Linked DNA regions of Xenopus tropicalis: region 1 is linked to region 2. Evidence: chromatin contacts called from public Hi-C data. All regions are on one chromosome and are shown on one strand. The core of a region is the stretch at or near the end of the contact, and the rest is flanking DNA. Distances in the headings are between cores, read along the strand shown.

Region 1 (4,500 bases), core at 392-2,891, 140 kb before region 2:
CCCATCTTACCCAGGGTTCTAAACCTGGTGCTGTAAGTGCTCCCCTTCAAACCCTTGGCATTTTCTACCCTGGCTTACCTGGAAAATTGTGTTCCATGAGGCTCTGGTGTCAGCGTGCCAAGTATCCACATCTGGTCCTCCATTCTATCACATAAAGATTTTGGCATGATGCAAAGCTTGCCTTTATAACATTGTCCACAAAATGGTGCCTGCCTACTTCCTATGATCGACTGAATAAAACAAGTGTAATGCTATTTTGGCTATATTTAAGTAAAACCAGGCTAGTATTTAGATGAGAGCATGGGTTACATGCGACTCTGTTTAACAGGATGGGCCTTCGCTTAGGTGGAAGAGACCTGGATGGAGCTGAGGGTGTAGTTGAACTACAGCTCACTCTAGCTGTGTTTATTGTCCAAGACACATGGAAAGCAAGGTTATCGCATACTCACAAACAAGCAGAGGTAGATTTTACTTGACAGTACACTCTGAGGAAGAAAGAGAGGATGTACACCATTTTATCCCACCTCTTGGTAGAGTCTGGGCACCTTTCACCTTTCTACCTCTTGGTAGAGTCTGGACACCTTTCAGCTTGATACCCCTGTGGAGATAGCCTGGTAAGATATCTTGTCCTACATGTTGATAACCTCTAGTAAATGAATCCTCCGGGTGAGTAGGGATCAGGGTTTATTCTAACCTGTCACCTATCTGTACTCCGTGGCCCTACACTGAGGCAACATTGCCAGATAGGAGAATACTCCCAGAACTAACTCTCCGTTGTTGGGGCTATTAAACTGCCCTTGCTTACTAGAGCTCACTATTTTACTTTCCTAGAAAGTGCTATGACAGAACTGCTATGCTTGCTAACCTCATTTACGGGGCCCTGTCACCGACTTCACCAGAGTGGATGGTGTCACTCTGGGGTAAATTGCTTCTGGGGCCTATAGTCTGCTCCCAGGCTCAGTGGTCCTTTGCACTGAGAAGCAGAGGCAGCCAAAGAGGAAGCCACACCTCTTGCTAGATACTATATCAATCTGCAAGGGGTGTGGTCAACCTGACTAAACCTATAGGGTATAGTTACATAACCAAACCTAAGTACAAAGGCTTTGACCAATAACAGTGTAGATATGTGAAGAGGTAGGGTTTAAATCCATAGGGGAGCTAAACCCTATGGGTCCTTACACAAGTTATATATTATGAATACAGTATATTTGAAGTTTATTTTGCTGAGCAGACACAATAGAAATACATTTGGAACTATTTCTTAGGGTGACAGGTCCCCTTTAATGTCAGGTACAGGATATTCAACAGCATAAACCATAACCTATAAGTGATGTCTCCTTTCCAGAAAGTATTGCACATACTAGAAGGCAACTGCTAAATAAACTCTTACATTAAAACCCCTCTTTCCGACTTCCTACACCTGTAAATGTCTCTGTTTTAAATCGTATAGAAAAGACAGTGTTATTAACATTAGGCCCAGGAAGCGGCGCTCTATGACTGCTGTCAATCCAGCTTCTGACAATTCGCTTTAGGGGAGGCTCCAAAAACTTACGAACCACCTTGCTGTCACTTCTGAGCGACTTCACGCTGTGTAAAACGCAGTTCCTGTATCTATCGCGCCACGCCCCCTTTTCTGAGCCCACCAATCAGCTCTAGGAACACGTGGAGTAATTGTAGAACCGCTGTGTTGGAATCAATGAGGTGCGACAGGAAACAGGAAGAATATTCCACTGGTAAACATGCCGGCGGTGCCGCTTCTTCTCAATGTGGCCGGTTCCGTTTTAGGTGGTTTGGCCACAGCCACCCTTATTCCGGCTTTTAAGGAGCACTTTATCGCAGCCCGTTTATACGGCACCGATATGAACAAGATGACCAAGGAGCCGGTGTAAGTAATGGCTTGTGATACCCACAACAGGAAGGGGGGGTGGTGGTGACTGGGTCATACAAATATAAAGGTGCCGAAACATTTGTACATGCCACACAGGTCCAGACTGGGATTCAAAATGGTCCCTGGCATTTCAAGTACAAGGAGGCCCAAATAGTCCCCCAGCAGCCCAATAGATAGTGGCTGTGTATGGCATCACACAGCAGCCCCTTAAGCATTTTTTTCCACAGTGTGCCAGTCTGGGCCTGATGCCACATTTCTTTAACATTTCCCAAACTTAAAACATAAATACAAATCATAATATAGGGTTTTGTTTATTCAGAATAAAAACGTGACAACATAGATTTCAAGAATAATTTCACAAAGTTTTTATATTTGGACTTGGCTATAGTTGCATATGTGTTATATGATCCATGACTACATGTTCCTGCACCCTATGATATATCTTCTACTAAAGTCTTTCACTGCACTTCTATAAACACAAAATGTATTATGCATATGAAAACACGGTATGTATAAACTGCTTAAAAGTTTTGACAGCTGTATTGTGAAAGCCATAAATATTATAAAAAGCAGATTTATGAGTTCCTGAACACTGGAGTTTTTATTAATTTACCCCCTATGTATGTTTTTTTTTCAGCCCGGAGTCTCAAGGTGTTATCAGTGGGGCAGTTTTTCTTCTCATACTGTTCTTCTTCATTCCTGTACCCTTCCTCAGCTGTTTTGTGGAAGAGCAATGCAAAGAGTTTCCACATCATGAGGTGATGTAGCATCCAGTTCTGTAGCCCCCACACCTTTCCCCACTGCATTAACTATGTAGTCCATCTTACATATTTCTGTCACTTACTTGTAATTTCCTCTCCGTAATTTCTTAGATTCTTTTTAGTAGCCTTTTTTTTGTTGTCCTCATTTCTTGCAATTGCATTTTTACAGAAACATACTCACACAACTCCAACTTCTCTCAGTTTGTAGCACTTATTGGTTCCTTACTTGCCATCTGCTGTATGATCTTTCTGGGTTTCGCTGATGATGTTTTGAACCTTCGCTGGCGCCACAAATTGCTACTCCCCACTGCAGCCTCATTGCCACTTCTTATGGTCTACTTTACCACATTTGGAAACACCACAATTGTAGTACCTAAACCATTTAGGCCACTTCTGGGACTTCATGTTGATTTAGGTGAGTGACATACAGTATATAAATTAAAAGTCCTGTATTACAGTGCAGCGTGCTGAGAGCAGTTGGCTCCCCTGCAAAGCCTGGCCTGCAGAAAGTGGGACAGTTAGGTGGTGCTAGTAACTCCTTTTCTAAGCAGATTCCTTCTGTGTATAGTATATTCTTCTGTATAATGCAATGGCACAATTTTTTTTTTTTTTGCACAATATCCCTTAAATGGCTTTTAAAAGGATCATATAACAAGAATAAATTGAATAGGATAGGTTTCTTTCTTCTGTTGAATCACAGCCTTTCCTGAATCTACACCCACCAATGCATGATGCATTCTTATGTTACACATATTCTGTACCTCGTGATGATGATTGCAGGAGGTATGTCTTCCTTACGCTAACATTCCCATCAGACAGTCTAGCCTTTTATGGCAGAAAAAGGAGAAGGAAAAAACAGGAATATCCTCTCAGAGGGTTATCCCTGTATAGACTTCAGGACACTGCACCGAAAACCCCCAAAAAAGTGTAATTATTATCAGGTAAGTTTCTTGATCATGTATGGTATAGAAATTAAGACTTAACGTTTATTGTTAACTTTTTTAAAAAAAAAATAAAGTTTATCGAGGACAAAACCCTATTAAAAAACGCGTAAGGTGAAATACAACTCAAAAGAAAACTCTAACAAAATGCAAGGCTGCTTAGAGTTAACTTGCTTTCTAAGATTCGCTACAAAGTTTCATTTTACAAAGTAACCATTATAACTTGATTCTCCTAGGCCTACTACTAGTAGTCCTTGAAAAAGCTCCGCGTGTATAGGAGCGAAACGCGTGTCGGGCTTGGAGGGGGGAATGAACGGGTGTTGATGTGGGGTTCTGTGGTTGGAAGGGTGGGTTGAAAGGGTTGCACGATTGATGTGCATTTTAATAAGCGTGGGTGTTACAATCTAGAAACGAGAAACTGGGCTTAAAGCTGGGGCTAACTTCACTTTACTGCGGGATGTTGGCACACCGAAATTATCTAATTATAGCTCTATACCTAAAGAGAAGTGCATTCCTCATTTAATAACAACGGGGTTTGAATCCCCCTTGTGGCGAAGCAGTTATTTTGGATCATAAGGAAACTGAATCCTCTGCTTACTTGTATGGTAACATTTTCGCAACAATAGTTTCGGATACTTTTTAATCTCCCTTGAATTGCCCTCACAGGCCTAGGAGAATCAAGTTATAATGGTTACTTTGTAAAATGAAACTTTGTAGCGAATCTTAGAAAGCAAGTTAACTCTAAGCAGCCTTGGATTTTGTTAGAGTTTTCTTTTGAGTTGTATTTCACCTTACGCGTTTTTTAATAGGGTTTTGTCCTCGATAAACTTTATTTTTTTTTTAAAAAAGTTAACAATAAACGTTAAGTCTTAATTTCTATACCATACTTGATCAAGAAACTTACCTGATA
Region 2 (4,502 bases), core at 950-3,449:
TGGTTTTGTAGGAAAGTCCCCCCCAAGTAAATAGATATAATGGGGGAAGGGGCTGGATTTGCTGCTATGGTGGTTTGCTGCCTGGGGGATACAGTGCTTTGCTAAAGTATTCACCCCCCTTGGCATTTTTCATGTTTTGTTACATTCCAACCTGTAATTTAAATGTTTAAATGTGATGGATCTGCACAAAATAGTCTAAGTTAGTGAAGTGACTAAAAAGTCCTGGTGCAACCAATTACCTTTAAAAGTCACATAATTGAAATGAAGTCCCCCTGTGTGCAATCTCATGATCTGTCAGTATAAATATAAAATCACATGATCTGTCAGTATAAATACACCCTTTCTGAAAGGCCCCAGGGGCTTTAACACCACTAAGCAAGAGGCATCACACCATGAAGACCAAGGAGCTCTCCAAAGAATTGGCGTACAACACATCCCATCACCCCAAGAACACCATCGCCACAGTGAAACAGGGTGGTGGCAGCATCATGCTGTGGGATATTTGTAAGCAGCAGGAGCAAAAATCCCAGAGCAAGATGTGGCAAGCTCATAGAGACTTATCCAAAGCAACGTGCAGCTGTAATTGCCGCAGAAGGTGGCTCTACAAAGTACTGACTTTAGGGGGGGTGAACAGTTATGCACTCGGAAGTTTTCTGTTATTTTGTCCTATTTGTTGTTTGCTTCCCAATAAAAAAAATACATCTTCAAAGTTGTAGGCATGTTCTGTAAATGAAATGATGCACACTCTCAATACAGTCCATTTTAATTCCAGGTTGTGAGGCAAGAAAACATGAAAAATGGTGAATACTTTAGCAAAGCACTGTAGGTAATGAACCAGATGCTCAGATCTTTGCTTTCATTTTCTAACTTGTGGACTGACCAAAACTGATTGGCAGTGGTCATTAAAAGGGAACTAAACAATAAACAATGGTGCCCCTTTTTGTTCTAGCTATGCTGCTGCCAGAAGATTAGGTTCTGTTGCAGGAAGCATCTCCTGCTCAGCTGTGTTGCTTATTGTCAGATTCAGAGTGACAGAACTAAGAAGGGAACTGTTGGGAAATGTTTACTGCATCAGTTCCTTCTGGTGGCTGGCTGCACAGAACAGCAGGGGGAGCTGCATTGCAGATTCATGATATTGGCAGTGTAAGACTGTTAATATCAAAAACTAAATGAAAAACAGTCGTCAATTTTACATTAATTTGTAATTTCCCAGTTTACTGTACTGTGTTGCATCTGCAGTGCTAAATCAGACCTTAGGTGTTCTTAGCCTGGATTGTTTTTAAAAGACAGATACGCTTAAAATATAATTAAGCTCCCTATTTTAATTGCATATCAGCTATTATTTGAAATCTGCCTATTGACCATCCCTCATCTAATATGCAGTATTTACAATAAACATTACCTGAGAGTTGGAGGGGCACCATTTCCAGCTGGCTGTCTTTCTTTTCCTACCCTTTGCTTGACACGTGTGCATGAGTGATTTACTTGCTTTTCTGGCCATCTGTATGAAGTGTTTTTGACATGTGGATAAGCCAGAGGAGGTTGCAAAGCATGCTGCCAATAAGACTTAACTGCTCTGTTCAGGTTATATGGACAATGTTAAATGGTACACGTGTATACTAGCTAGCAGGCAGTTGCCAAAGCTTTACTATTCCTTTTAAAAGATGATGTCGTACAAATAAGTCTATGAAGCCCCTGAAAAGACTGGGGCTATAAAATCATTTAAAAGGCCAGATGCATCCTGGAGGGTTGTGGTTAAAAAGCACTGTTTATAAAAGCATAACATAAGCAGCATATTTAGTGAGCAGCTAAAACTCCAAAGAAGATCGATTCTATACTGTAACTGTAAAAATGTTTTATTCAAAGCTGAAATTCCATTTTTTTTGCTCTGTGTTTTACATCCGCTCTGCTGTGCACAGCTATATTTTAACAAAACCTATCTGATCAAAGTGTGTAATAAAGACTTTTTATAAGGCTAAATATTCATGACTTGCCCCCAAAAGACCCACATATGTAGGTGCAGGTACTTAAAAAAACTTATTGTTTCTAGAAATAATGCAGGCTAAGTAAAAATGCATTAATTTACTTAATCAAGGGCCCTTTAATTTGTGAACAAAATGCCTTTAAAAGAGGAAGTGGTAGCCTCTGGCTTGTCCTGTTTTACCAGTCTCTGTGTTGTGGAACCTGAGTGAGTCACTAAATGTTGCAATTAACCATGCCTGCTAATAGATTGTGTAATTAGTAGATGCCAGTTCTCAGAAGTAAAGTGTTTAGATTGCAAAAATGTTTCAGTGTTGCTGTATCGACCACTGAGATTTGTAAAATCAAGTGCATTATAGCACATTCCTCTCACTTCATAGTTTAAAATGTCTACACTGAGCAACAAGAGTTTAATGAGTGGGTTTAGGCCTTATTTTGAATACTACTGAACCATTAAAGGACATGTAAAGCCTACATTTGCCTACAATGTATATCAGTTGGGTATGTCTCCCCCATCCAAATGGCATCATTTGTACTGCATAGATCCCCTCTGTTTGCTAGCACCATCACATTTTCCTAAAGCAAATAGCAGCTTTCAGCCATTTGCCATTTTCCCTCTGATACATAATCAGATACATTTAAATCTGCAAACTGCATATACACACAAAGACCCTTATTCAGCATACATTTCATCAAGAATACAGGCTCACGCAGACAAAACTGTCTTTTGATAAAAGTTCTGCTTTGTTTGAGCTGAGCTCAGGAGAGAAAGTTAGGAGAAAAAAATTGAAGCAGACAGCTAGAGCTGAGCTTCAATGGGAACCAGCAATGCCATCTCTTCACTGGCTGCTAGACTGGAGGGCGTGTTTAGTAATCTGAGCTTAGAACAACTGAGCATGCCCACAAGCCTGAAGTCAAAGCAAATTCCTGAGGGAGGAGGCTGAGTGGGTTACATGAGGAGAAGGAAATCAAAGTGATTAAGGGGATGCTGCAGCCTTACTATTAACCTCTGGACAACCAGAGTGGCAGGTATTGAAAGATTTCAAAGAGGCTGTTCACTGATTACATTTTTGTGTGTGGGGTTACCTTACTGTTCCCTCTGCAGTTTGAAAATAACCTTTTTTTCTCCTTCCTTAGGCCAGTGTATTGGTTACCACTCGTCCATCTGCTCTAAGGCGGATCCCTGGGAAATATGTGGGCCGTTATGCAGAGATCTGTGGCTTTTCGGATATGGAGCTTCAGAAGATGTATTTCCATTTGCGCTTGGGCCACAAAGATGCTGATGTACGGGAGACTGAGAACTTGTTAGAGATGTTGAATCGGAACCTAGAACATCACAGTCAGCTATCTGCTGCCTGCTTCTTGCCATCGTATTGCTGGTTAACCTGTGCCACTTTACACCTTCTCTATTACACTAAACCTGGTAACCCTACTAGGACTCTGACTGGCATTTACACTAGTTTTTTGCGTCTCAACTTTGCCGGAGAGGTTCTGGATATAACTCACCCATCCAAAATTTCTCTCATGCTTTATGTGGCACGTTTTGTAGGCAAATTAGCATACGAGGGCTGCCGTTCTCGACAGACTCGCTTTTCTGAGGCTGACCTCAACCGCTGTTTTAATGTTGCATTAAATTCTGAAGAGGATATCAACCTCCTTAGTGTTTTCCGTACAGATGCATTCCATTTCTTCCTTACACCATGTATCAAGCCAGGTCATGAGACGACTTTTGTGTTCACCATCCCTGCCATGCAGGAGTATCTTGCTGCACTTTATGTCGTGCTTGGAGAGAATAAGACGACCCTTCAGCGTGTAGGAAGGGAAGTCTCTGATATCATTAACAAAGCTGGAGAAGATGTGGTTGCAGTGGTCAATGTGTTGTCAAAATTCCTTCCCCTACGTATATTTGCGCTTTTTAATCTGTTGCGTGTAGTTCCTAAGCTGTATGGCAAGGTGAGTGGACAGAGCCGTGAAAACATTGCCCAAACAATGACTAGTGAAATGTTTCGGGAAGAAGATGCTTTTAATGATGATGTTTTAGACCAAATCAACTCTAGCATATTAGGTGTAGAGGGACCCTCTCAAAATACAGATGAAGATGTGTTTGGGAAGCAGGAAGCATTTGAATTGTTTCCCATATTTATGGCTGGACTTCTGTCTCGTCAGAATCGAGCTATGTTGGACCAGCTAGGCTGCTCAATCATGAATACATCAGCACTTGAGATTACACGGGGACTGAAGAAACACTTGCTGAGGTGTAGTCTTCGCCGATTACCACCTACTGAGCTGATGGACTTTCTGTTCTTCTTGTATGAGTTCCAGAATGAAGCATTTACAGCAGGACTTGTTTCCTCGCTGCAGGATTTAGACCTTTCTGCTGTGAGAATGACACCTCTTAAGTGCACAGTGGTGTCGTCCGTAATGGGAGGCTCAGGGAAACCCATGACAGAGGCCAACTTCAAATCCTGTGATCTGGATCCTGATGCAATACGTGCTCTGTCTCCAGTACTACGAAGATGTCA

Evidence for each region. A called contact is a pair of places that touch in the nucleus more often than the background predicts.
Region 1: a Hi-C map of liver shows a contact between it and region 2, with 3 times the contacts expected there. The contact joins the promoter of dpagt1 here to the enhancer-like site in region 2. A contact is called at or near these places in 4 of 5 Hi-C or Micro-C datasets (gastrula embryo, liver, neurula embryo and 1 more).

Annotation. Positions count from the first base shown.
Region 1 is chr7:80,536,625-80,541,124 of UCB_Xtro_10.0, reverse strand. dpagt1 (UDP-N-acetylglucosamine--dolichyl-phosphate N-acetylglucosaminephosphotransferase) reads left to right here and starts at 1,641. Exons shown (of 9, transcript XM_031905751.1): 1 at 1,641-1,885; 2 at 2,526-2,646; 3 at 2,851-3,064. The coding sequence starts at 1,740.
Region 2 is chr7:80,395,543-80,400,044 of UCB_Xtro_10.0, reverse strand. It overlaps nlrx1 (NLR family member X1), which reads left to right. Exons shown (of 10, transcript XM_031905682.1): 7 at 3,118-4,502. Among named protein-coding and RNA genes, the nearest start is that of nlrx1, 9.5 kb to the left of the region's middle. Within about 2 kb of position 2,199, at least 1 of the 11 cell types and tissues checked has an H3K27ac peak or open chromatin away from gene starts, as enhancers often do. A contact at or near this core is called in liver, where this site is marked.